Linked DNA regions of Sus scrofa: regions 1 and 2 are each linked to region 3. Evidence: chromatin contacts called from public Hi-C and HiChIP or PLAC-seq data. All regions are on one chromosome and are shown on one strand. Each heading gives the region's core, a stretch centred on a gene start, on an enhancer-like site or on the middle of the called end of the contact. The rest is flanking DNA. Distances are from core to core; before and after follow the strand shown. Region 1 holds the start of CEBPD (CCAAT/enhancer-binding protein delta). Region 2 holds the start of MCM4 (DNA replication licensing factor MCM4). Region 3 holds the start of SPIDR (DNA repair-scaffolding protein).

Evidence for each region. A called contact is a pair of places that touch in the nucleus more often than the background predicts. HiChIP or PLAC-seq counts read pairs in DNA pulled down with a chosen protein or histone mark.
Region 1: an H3K27ac HiChIP or PLAC-seq map of alveolar macrophages shows a contact between it and region 3. The contact joins the promoter of CEBPD here to the promoter of SPIDR in region 3. A contact is called at or near these places in 3 of 5 promoter capture datasets (fetal liver, fetal skeletal muscle and liver), 8 of 47 Hi-C or Micro-C datasets (embryonic fibroblasts, fetal heart ventricle, liver and 1 more) and 2 of 2 datasets of contacts at active chromatin or transcription factors (alveolar macrophages and skeletal muscle).
Region 2: a Hi-C map of skeletal muscle shows a contact between it and region 3, with 5 times the contacts expected there. The contact joins the promoter of MCM4 here to the promoter of SPIDR in region 3. A contact is called at or near these places in 2 of 47 Hi-C or Micro-C datasets (blood and skeletal muscle) and 1 of 2 datasets of contacts at active chromatin or transcription factors (skeletal muscle).

Annotation. Positions count from the first base shown.
Region 1 is chr4:79,871,581-79,875,455 of Sscrofa11.1, forward strand. It overlaps CEBPD (CCAAT/enhancer-binding protein delta), which reads left to right and starts at 1,283. Exons shown (of 1, transcript XM_005663091.2): 1 at 1,283-2,901. The coding sequence starts at 1,374. The coding sequence ends at 2,144. SPIDR (DNA repair-scaffolding protein) reads right to left here. Exons shown (of 20, transcript XM_021090636.1): 20 at 3,357-3,847. The coding sequence ends at 3,683.
Region 2 is chr4:79,684,923-79,688,495 of Sscrofa11.1, forward strand. It overlaps MCM4 (DNA replication licensing factor MCM4), which reads right to left and starts at 2,042. Exons shown (of 17, transcript XM_021089418.1): 1 at 1,692-2,042; 2 at 1,501-1,570; 3 at 1,273-1,362; 4 at 983-1,146; 5 at 796-897. The coding sequence starts at 1,564. It overlaps PRKDC (DNA-dependent protein kinase catalytic subunit), which reads left to right and starts at 2,453. Exons shown (of 86, transcript XM_021089419.1): 1 at 2,453-2,610. The coding sequence starts at 2,457. LOC102164310 (a long non-coding RNA gene) reads left to right here. Exons shown (of 3, transcript XR_002343341.1): 3 at 88-566.
Region 3 is chr4:80,189,296-80,192,981 of Sscrofa11.1, forward strand. SPIDR (DNA repair-scaffolding protein) reads right to left here and starts at 1,449. Exons shown (of 20, transcript XM_021090636.1): 1 at 1,284-1,449. The coding sequence starts at 1,316. It overlaps LOC106510093 (a long non-coding RNA gene), which reads left to right and starts at 1,594. Exons shown (of 3, transcript XR_002343696.1): 1 at 1,594-1,799.

The DNA.
Region 1 (3,875 bases), core at 33-2,532, 320 kb before region 3:
AACCCCTAGCCTGGGAACTTCCATATGCCACAGGTGCAGACCTAAAAAAAGGTTTTAAAAATAAAAATTATCATTAATTACTGGTTAATACATTTAAAAAATATGAGGATAGCATCTTCCAAGCTCAATCCCAATCTGACATCTGGATGTACCAATCATCTCGCTGAATTTTTTTTTTTATGAGAATATGGTTCTTTGTGCATTCCCTCCCTGGAGAAGTCTTTGGTAACGTTTTTATGGCTTCTGAAATACATGTTTTTTTGGGGGGATGTGCATGAACCACACTCTATGTGTTCCTAGGTTTTACCCTTAATAGGTAATTATAAGTGTGAGATCTATATCATGTCCCTGGAGTAATTCTAGCGCATTATGTATGTCCCTCTAGAAAGCCTACTCAGTACCCTATGGTGTGTTTTCAGAAGTCACCACTGGAATTGACTGCAGACACTCCAGCGATAGTTCATGGAGCGCTGTAGAGCTTGTGGAACGTTGAGTGTTGGGACAAGAGGAAACGAGAAAGGTTGTGGATGAAGGCCAGGTCTGAACAGGGTCTGTGGTGCAAAAAATGGAATTGACCTGAAATGCCTGTCCAAATTGTAGGAAACGCAACAAAACCAGTTCAGTGTCTTTTTCCTGCATTTTACAACCCGGAAAGCGAACATGTTAATACCTTACCAACGTTTTCTTTCTCCTGAAAGGGACCCACCCCACTGCTCTGGATCCAAAGGCACTTCTTTTTTGGAATATTGAATAGAAAGAATCCGGCCTAAAAAACTGAAGTAAGAAACCACCGCAAGATGGCACTGCTCTAGTGGACCAGGAAGCAGCGCCAGGGGTGCCGGGCTCGTGGGGCAGGGAGTTGGTGGGGTTCGCCCGGGGCACTGAGTTATCTAGAAGCTCCGAGCTCGTGGGGCTTGCGGGGTGCAGGGTTCAAAATAGCTTCCCCTGGCCCCAGGCCCGCGGGGTTTGAGAGCGACCCCACCCACCACCCAGGAGCCAGCGGAACGCCGCGGGGCAGCGTCGCGATCCTCCCCCATTCCCCATCTCCTTGATCGGGAAGCACCAAGACCCAAATTCCCTGAAGCTGCGAGGCAGCGCCCCCGTGCAGAGTCCCCGCCGCCCTCCGCTCTGGTTCCGCCCCGGTGCCGCGGGAGCAGAGGCCCCGACCCACCAGCAGGAAGGAGGCGCGGCCGAGGGAGGGTCGTTCCCGGCAGCGCCGCGCGGGCCGGGCCGGCGGGCAGGAAGCGCGGGGGAGGCGCTCGGGCGGGGGTCCCGCGGTCCGCGGCCGGGGCGGAGCGTGCGCGTCAGCCGGGCTAGAAAAGGCTGCGCCCGGACCGCCAGGGGACCGCGCTCGCTGTCGGCTCGACGCCGCCATGAGCGCCGCGCTCTTCAGCCTAGACGGCCCAGCGCGCGGCGCGCCCTGGTCTGCGGAGCCCGCCGCCTTCTACGAGCCTGGCCGCGCAGGGAAGCCTGGTCGCGGAACTGAGCCGGCCGCTCCCGCCATGTACGACGACGAGAGCGCCATCGACTTCAGCGCCTACATAGACTCCATGGCCGCCGTGCCCACCCTGGAGCTGTGTCACGACGAGCTCTTCGCTGACCTCTTCAACAGCAACCATAAGGCTGGCGCCCTGGAGCTGCTGCCCGGGGCCCCCGCGCGCCCTGCGGGCCCCGGCCCCGCACCGCGACCGCTCAAGCGCGAGCCGGACTGGGGCGACGGCGACGCGCCCGGCTCGCTGCTGCCCGCGCAGGTGGCCGCGTGCGCACAGACGGTGGTGAGCCTGGCGGCCGCCGCGCAACCCACGCCTCCCGCGTCGCCCGAGCCGCCGCGCCGCAGCCCCGCGCCCCCAGCGCCAGGGCCCGCACGCGACAAAGCAGCGGGCAAGCGGGGCCCGGACCGCGGCAGCCCAGAGTATCGGCAGCGGCGCGAACGCAACAACATCGCGGTGCGCAAGAGCCGTGACAAGGCCAAACGGCGCAACCAAGAGATGCAGCAGAAGCTGGTGGAGCTTTCAGCCGAAAACGAGAAGTTGCAACAGCGCGTGGAGCAGCTCACACGGGACCTAGCCGGCCTGCGGCGATTCTTCAAGCAGCTACCCGGCGCACCCTTCCTGCCCGGCGCGGGGGCGGCGGACGCGCGGTGACGCGGGGGGCGCGCGGACTGCGGCCGCAGTGCCTGGAGCTGCCTGGCCGGTCTGGGACTTGGACAGCTGTCGCGTGGACCCTAAGTTACTATGACGGCAGCTTCTCTACATCCTACCCCTAGGATGCAGCTAAGGTACATTCGTAAGAGACTTTTCGAGACTAGCCTTTGTACTGTAGATACGAAAAAAAGACTGAGCATGCTCACTTTTTTATATTGATTTTTACAGTATTTGTAAAAATAAAGATGCGTTAGACCCACCTTGATTCCTGCGCTCAAGGCCCTTCGGACCCGCCGGGGAGGGCGCGTCTGGCCGGCTTGCGCCCTGGGGCCGGGTTCCTGGAAGACCATGGCTTTGCTTCTCAAACAGGCCGAACTACACCTGAGGACTTGCGGGTTAATTTGAGGAGACCCTCTCAGGTGGAAGGCGCCCCGGGATCGTGTCAGAAACTTGCTGGAGCGCGCCCCACCTCGAGTGGGGGCTCCAGGGACGGGGAGAAAGAGGGCTGAGGTTATCCGAAAACGTCTGATTCACCTTGACTGTAATGGGATTTGCTTTCCCTTTGCTCAGTCTTGTAGACAGCTTTAAGTAGACTTCCAAGGTGTGTCAAGTACAGAAGTCACGTAGGAGATGAAAAGAAACAGTCACAAAGCTACTTAAAACCAGCTACCTTGCCAGTACTTGTAATGTTTCAACGCTTAATATGGACGAATAAATAAAGCCTTTCCCCCAAGAGTGTGGGTACTAGGCACCCTTTCTTGGTCTTGGCTGCTACATCTATATTATGTAATGAATTAACTGTGGCCTGTCATGATTATGTAGTCATAAGGGAGGAAATGCAAGATCTTTAGTGTCCAGAGATAATTAATCCGTGGTTTTACTTTTAAACTCAGATCTCTGCCAACACAGTGAAGGATAACTGAGCTTTCCCAGTTTCCATAATCTTGGCTCCGGCCCGGGCTGGGCCAGACTAACCAGACCTCTCAGTGTCTCTGTAAGGTAGCTATCGTCAGGTCAGTTACTCTACCTACACTTCATGAGAAAGTTTTACCTCTGACATAGTTCCCCAGAACACTTTACGAAAAGCACTGAACTGCAAAATGCTTAGGTTGGACACTGATTATGGAGAGCAGTGATAGCACAATAGAGGGCAAAGGTTTAAGCTTTGCAAGGTATTCTTTGGGGAAATGTTAAAGGAAGTACAAAAAAACATGCTGAATCATGGTAAAATTTGAACACTTTAAAATTACAATGGAACAAAATAATTTTTTCTACTATATTCCTGTCTAAGATAAACACAAAATGAAGACCTCAAGCTTATTTAAGCTTTAACGTGTTTCTAAATTTGCAGAAAGGTAATAAAAAAATAATCATAGAAAAAAGTATTTAGATTTCTAGTTTACAAAACCATTTTTCCAACATTTGTCCCAGAAAAGCTAGAGTTCCATTTCAAGATCATAAAGTACATTCACTCCACCCAGAGTTAACCAATAACTCCCAGCCACCACCACCACCACCGTGAAGCCACTTTGTAAAATTCACAGATCCCGCAGCTGCAGCTGGTGTTCTGAAGGGCCTCTCACGTCACGCAGGAGCTCGACCTCCTCCAATCCCACACAGCTTGTAGGGTGGGTGGTCACCGACAGGACAAAACAGGTTAATGGCCCCACCTCCTTTCCGAGGACACGCCTCACTTCATAACTCTGCAGGGATAAAAGGTAGGCTGGTTAA
Region 2 (3,573 bases), core at 792-3,291, 500 kb before region 3:
AGAGAAAAACATTAAGCTTAATGCAGGTAGGAATAAGCAACTATACAAAACAAAGTTATAAACATTGGGGTGCATATATCTTTTCAGGTTAGTCAAGACGTGGAAACAACCCAAGTGCCCATCAACAGAAAACTGGCTTAATAAGATATGAGAAGAAAAGACATACACAGTAATACTACTCAGCCATAAAAATTGAAAAATTGCTGTTTGCAGCAACATTGATGGGTCTAGAGAACATTATACTTAATGAAATGTCAGGTAAGAAAAAGACAAATGCTATATGATATCACTTATGTGTGGCATCTATAAACACAAATAAATCTATACACAAAACAGAAACACACAGACATAGAAAGCAAACTTATGGTCAACTGTGATAAAAAAAAAGAAAAAAGAAAACAAATTTACGGTTATCAAGGGGAGAGGAAAGGAGGGAGAAATTAGGAATATGGGATTAACAGACACAAGTGCTATATTTAAGATAGAAGGGCAATATGGGTTTACTGTATAGCACAGGAAGTTATAGTCAGTATAATAACCTATAATGGAATATAAACAAAAAAACACATATAATAACTAAATCACTTTTCTATACACATGAAAATAACACAATATTGTAAATCAACTATACTTCGAAAAAAATAGTGTGTCAATTTGGAGACAGCCATATTTCTCTTCTTAAAAACTTGTCAGCTACATAAGGATCTGCCCCTAAATATCACAGGTTACTTAGATGCAGTTACAAACACTTTCTTCCAGCCATTTCTGGAGCCTGCAGGATGACAAATATCTCACCTGAAAATTTTCTTTGCACGTTGCCACATTTACATCTGTTCCCCAAATCACGAGCTTCTGGCCCAAAGACTGCTCGCTTGCCACTATATCCTCTGCGGCCGGCTGTATAGGAAAAGACGACGTGAGCAGGGTCACGGGGATGGCTCACCTCGCCCGGCCCCTATGCCCGGGACCGCCCAGCACTCACCCCGTCCGAGTGCAAGTCCACCTGCAGCCCCTTGCGCGCCGACCCCAGGTCGGGCCTCTGCCGCACCGGTGTACCACGAACGCCACTCCTTGGGGTGCCCTCCACTCTTGAGCTTGGGGTGCCGTAGGTCAGCGGCGAGCTCATGTCCAGGTCCAGGGGGGCCCCTGGGGACCGGGTCCCATGGGGTGAGCGCAGGGGCCTGATTCTCGTTCACTACCCCCACCTGGGAGCACCCCACCCCAGCCACCTCCCAATCCTGCGGACCCCCGAACCCCGACCGGGTGGCTAACCTGCCGACGGCGCACGGGGCGAGCTGCGGAGCTCGATGCCTGGCGACAAGGGCAGCAGCTGAGGTTCTCCAGCTGACGGGGGGTCCTGGCCTAAGGGGAAGGGCATGGCGGCGTCGGCGCAGGTGGCCCCGGAGCCGCACGGAGACTGGGGACTCGGGGCTGACCCGGCACTGCCCGCCTGCCCTCCCCGGGGACCCCACGGGGCACAGCCCAACCCCGGGTATTCACCTGGCTGCGTAGGGGCGGCCCGCCGAGTGCTGCGACGGCTTGGGGTGGACGCCGGGGACGACATGGCTGGCTGCACGACAGGGATACTGGCTCGAGTGGATCCTCCCAGATGGACGCCCGCCTTCTTCCCGCGTTCCTGAACCCCTTCCTCTCAGCCCTTCCCCCAGCCCCGCCGACCCGCGGGGCCACACCTGAGGGTCGCGCTTGCTTTGCTCCAGCAGGGCCCAGGTTTCCCGCCGGCGGCACCGTTGTCTCCGCCCCCTGGCGGCAGCCCACCAATCAGAGCGGCGCCCTGCTTCCGGAAAGGACCACTGTGTAGCAGCAGGGGAAGCTAGACGGCCTCCCCACGCGCCCCGCAGGAGACTGACGCAGAACTCCCCGGCTCGAGTGGTCTTGTCCGCGACTGGAGCGCGATTTCGCGGGAAATCTAGGGAGATCGCCTGACTGCGTTCAGGGTCCAGGCGCCAAAGGGCGTTCCTTGGTGGAGCCGCTCCTGCGTCCTTTGGAAGTCCAAAGGATACGTCCCTGCTCCTTACACAGGGCTAGCTGTCGTCCCTGATCCGAGCCCTGGCCTGTCTCTTTCTGCCTGGGGCACTTGGTCAATTCGCCACCTGTCCTCCGCATCTACTTCTGGAGGTCGAGCCGTTGAATTCCTGACTCTCCCCAAGTTCTAACGTTTTGTTTTAAGGGTACTGTGGACCCCACGTTCATAACCCTCCCCAAATCTTAAAGTACGTGTAAGTAAGTCACTATTCCTACAGGGAGACCCCCTCGAGGGTCCCGGGAAAGGTTTCAGCACGGAAAACCGAATCGAAGGCATTTCAAGGACCGGAAAGTGTGTGCGCAAGCGCCCGGGAACCTTGCAGGTCCGCGAAGCCCCGCCCACAGCCCCACCCCCTGCGCCACCGCACTTCTGGGCCGGGGCCTGGTGTGCGCAGGCGCGATCCTCCGCCGTCATGGCTGATTCGGGGTCCGGCGTGCGGCTCTCCCTGCTGCAGCTGCAGGAGTCCTTGTCGGCCTCCGACCGCTGCAGCGCGGCGGTGGCCAGTTGTCAGTTGCTGCGTGGTCTGGGGCAGGAGTGCGTGCTGAGCTCCGGCCCGGCGCTGTTGGGTGGGTACGGTTCCTCGCTTCCGTCGGCTGGTCCAGCGTGGGCGACTAGGGCGGTGTTTGAACTGGGTCCTCAGAATTTGTGATGTGTTCAAAAGTGGTTTAACAGCTGCCTCTTAACGGCAGAGTTGAGGTATTTAAAGCAAAGCCGAGGGTGGTGAGGGAGTTCCCGCTGTGCGCAGTGGGTTAAGAATCCGATTGCAGCGGCTCGGACCGCAGAGGTGCGGGTTCATGCTCCTGGCGCAGGGGGTGAAGGCTCCCTCCTTGCCCTCTGGGCCGGGCATTTCCCCGTGTCCCCTGCGGCCATAAATCAATGCCCTGAATTGGGCCATCATTGCTCTCCACAGTGGGGAGGGTAATCGAGAGGATAGTGTTTTCTTCCACGTCACTCTCGCCTAAACCCGCCAGTCCATCTTCCAAAAGTTTCACTGGGAATATTCAGCGTATGTCTATTCTCTTGAGAGGTTATCCAGAAGTGTATTGATATTCTACCCCTTCTCAGACATAACACAAGCTTAGTGTTTAAATCAACACAGGGTTGTTAAAGTTTTGGAAGCCCAGCAGGCCTCTCATCAAGCTAAAACCAAGGTAGCAGGCATGTCCCCTTTCCTTTTTCTACAGCCCTTGGGGAAGAATTCATGTCCTTTTTCATTCAGGTTGTTAGCAGAATTGAGCTCCTTGCAGCTGTAGGAGAGAGGTCCCTTTTCTTCTTGCTGGTGCTCCTTGCTTCTAGAAGGCATGTGCAGTTCGAGGACTATTCCTCCCTATCTTCAAAGCCAGCAGCAGTGGGTCGGGCAACACAGGTGGAATCCTTATGTTCTCTGATTACCCATCTTCCTCCCCTCTTCCTCTTGTGAAGGCCCTTTTGAGTGAACTGGGGCCCCAGGTGGCCCAACAGTCTCCCCAGTTTAAGGACAGCTGAGTAGTGACCTTAGTTCCACAGGCAACTAATTTTCATTTGCCATG
Region 3 (3,686 bases), core at 199-2,698:
AACTGTTGACTAGGCGCCTTAGTGGACTGTGGTCGAAAGAATGATTTCACAATACACTGAGTTTAAGCTGAACTCAAGGGAAAGGTCAAATACAGATCTGAAAATCATCATCAATGTATGAGATTGCCCAGAACAAACTTGTAAAGAGGTAAAAAAGCACAAGGTCAAAAGTTAGAACCCGCAGGAAGACAGTAAAGAGAAGTAAATGAGCAGTTGCAAGACAGAAAGAGAAGCAGGTGGCAAATACGTCAAATGCTACAATGACCAATGTTATATTGGATTGAACAGTTCAATATGCTTCCTTGGGAGTTCCCAGCGGGGCGCAGCGGCAACAAATCTGATCAGGAACCAAGAGGTTGTGCGTTCCATCCCTGGCCTCACTCAGTGGGTTGAGGATCCGAGGTTGCGGTGAGCTCTGGTGTGGGTCATAGACGCGGCTTGGATCCCGAGCGGCTGTGGCATAGGCCGGCAGCTGTAGCTCCAATTAGACCCCAGGCCTGGGAACCTCCACATGCCATGGGTGAGGCCCTAAAAAAAAAAAAAAAAAAAAAAAAAATATATATATATATATATATATATATACACACACATATATATATGTATGTATGTATATATATGTATATTTCCTGGACTTTTCCTATGTCTAAAATCAGGATGTAGCCCACAATCTACAGGTATGCGTGTCATAGGCTTCTTTTCCTCCCTAAAGTGGTTATAAAACTGGCAAGGTGTGTGACACTCACTCAGTGGTATCCCAGAAGCGAGGAGATACGGTAGTGACAAGGGGGCTGAGCCATACACGGACTATTCTTTCAGATGGTTTTTTGGTAAAAGGAGCGGAGTCAAGAAAGGAAGCAGTGTCTGCTTTGATAAGTTTTCGGTCAGATGAGACAAGCATATTCGTAAGCAAGGAGCTCAGAAACAGCTTTCGAAGCGCCAAGGGCACTTACACTCCGAACCAGGCTCCCCACACGGACCCCGCGCCAAAGGCTGAAGGGCCAGGGGAGGCGACGTGGCGCAGACCCGGCGGGGACGCAGCCCCTCGCGGACCCAGGACGCCGCCGCCGCTGCCGGGGTGCGACCGGCAGAGACCGGCCGAACCCTGGGAGGTTCAAACCACACGGCCCTTCTGACCCGCCCCGGTCGCCCCACGCCCGCGACCGCCGCCCTCCAAGAGAGCGGCTCCTCCCGCTCTGCCTCAGACGCGGGCCGCTTCCACACTACGGGCGCCACAGACCCCTGGCCTACCCGGAGGAGGCGGCACCCACACGCCCAAAGCCTACCTTCGGGCCGCGCGAACCGCCGCCGCGGGGCATGTCCCCGCACGCCGCGTCCTCAAGAGCGCACCACCCCTCAGGGAGCCGGAAAGCTGCTCACCACCGCACCAATTCGGCGCGCCGCGCCGCACCACGCGCTACGATTGGAGGGCCTCGGGCTGAGGGCAGGGGCTCTCCAGACGTACCGCCCCCCAGGCGGGCCGCGCCGCATCGCACATTGTGATTGGTGAGCCCTCAGTCTGGGGGTGGGGACTCTCCGGGCGCACCGCCCTTCCGACGCGCCGCGCGGCACCGCACGTTGTGATTGGCTGGACCTCGGATTGGGGGAGGGGATTCTTCGGGCGCACCGCCCTCCCGACGCGCTGCGCAGCAGCGCGCGCTGTGCTAGGCTGTTGCTCCCGCTGGAGTGTAGTTTCCTCTAGTACCCCCGCCCCCCGCACCCGGTTGGCCGCTGGGAACTCGGTAGGGACGCCAGGTCTGGATCAAGGTTTGCTGCGGTACTCCTCCTACCTATACCTGGAGGTGAGTCCTGCGGAGCGCCCCTTGGACAGGCCGAAGCGCCGCCTTGGGAGCTATTAAAAGTCCGCGCGCTGTTTTTCAGATAAGGCTCGTACATATTGTGTTTTGTTAGGCAAGGACTCGCCTTAATAAAAATAAGTGATAACCCAAAGTGGGCTATGAATTCAACAATCGATACTTAAGGAATGGTTGCAGCCGTAAATAACCCGAGATAGGGGTGCTATTTCCCCACCTGCTGGGAGATAAGGGGGTTAGTATGCAAACAAGAAATTTTCAAGTTCAGAGACGCCAGAATCCCTGTGGGACTTGTTATAACCGGTGACTAGGTCTTAGACTCCTAGGGTCCGGAGTGAGGCCGGAGAACCTGCATTTCTGATGAGTTCCCAGGTAACGCCGTCCTGCCTCACTTTGAGAACCAAAGGCTGTTCCCTTCCTTAGACCCTGCAAGCCAGTTTGCTTAAGTGTCCCAGCATTTGGAGAGTAGATTCAAAACGGAATGCAATGGGAAGGACAGAGTATAAAGGGAATTAGGTTACAATGTCATAGGGAAGGAGTATTCACTAATAAAGATATGTCTGTGGTAGAGAAAACTAACACCGTGATTTAAGGTGAAAAGCGTCAGCCAGGGCAGGAGGGAAGGGTTCCCATTGGTACCCTCACAAGTATGGCAGAAGTGGGGTTTTGGTCTTTTGCTGCAAAAGCACTTTTGTGTTTTGCAATTTAGCCGTTTTCAGTCTTTTTCTCCTCCCTGGTGCCTATTCTTTCACCATATTGTGTTTGAGTTCCAGTGCCTAAGCCACAACTGCTTAGTATAAAGTAAGATAACTGCAATCACCGAAAAAAAAAAAAAGTATTAGCTTGAGGTAGACCTTACTAATAATGTTCCTGTCAACACTTAGAATAAGATAAACTGGTTCTAAATGTGGGTAGTTTAGGATTTAGAATATCGAGCCTCTGCCAGGGACTCCCCAAAGATTTGCTATTATTACCTCAATTAGACCTTACTGAAGCAGGAGATAGATGGGTCCCAGGCTGAGCAGCTGTAATCTGTTCCCTGTGGCAGATAACTTCAAGATAAAGGCTGCATCCTGCTTGGATAAAAGAGAGATCACCTTTTTCTCATTCTTGAGGTCAAGGAGACTTCCAGAACTACACATTTGCAAAAAGTTTCCTCAGGGTCAGAGAAAGGAGGGGTACCAGACCATAGTACATCCTGTCAACTTCCCAGAGACCCTTGTGCAAAAATCCATCCTGAGGGCAGGGCCCTGAGTCAGGTCACAGCCAGACAGGCAAGGTGACTGGCCAGAGGAAGCCCCAAACTGGCTCTGATGGCCACAGGAACTCACCTCTGAAGGTGAAACCTGGAGGTGTCCAAAAGTTACCATTGCTTTGTTACCATGCTAGGATCTCTGCCCCAGGGAAGGATTTGTACTCTGCTGGGCAAAATTCTTCCATGTGCAAAAAAGCATGGAAGACTGCGCATGCCCCAGCTAGCCCCAGCTAGCCCCACCTGCCTCTGAAAATCTTCACCCCTTTCCTAGAACCCTGGTGAGAAGTCTGCCTCCTACCCCTTAAAATTCTCTTACTCCCTTCCCTTCAGAGAATTCCCTTACCCCCTCTCCATTCTCCATTCCTTGGTCAATGACTAAAGTTTCTGCTCTGCTTTACCCAACTGCATTACTTTGATTGGCATTTGCAATTCCAAGCAAAGGACGCATTGAGGGAGTCACTGACCTGTTGGGGGTCAGTAACAAACCTGTTCATTTTCGCAGACATTTTATCTCTCTTATCAAAGGCCTGTCTGTCCCACATCTATGACTGAGCAGGACCCTATGGGGCCTTCCTGGGACAGCTGCTTTAGCTCCTCTCTAAAGTACCTAGATAACAGTG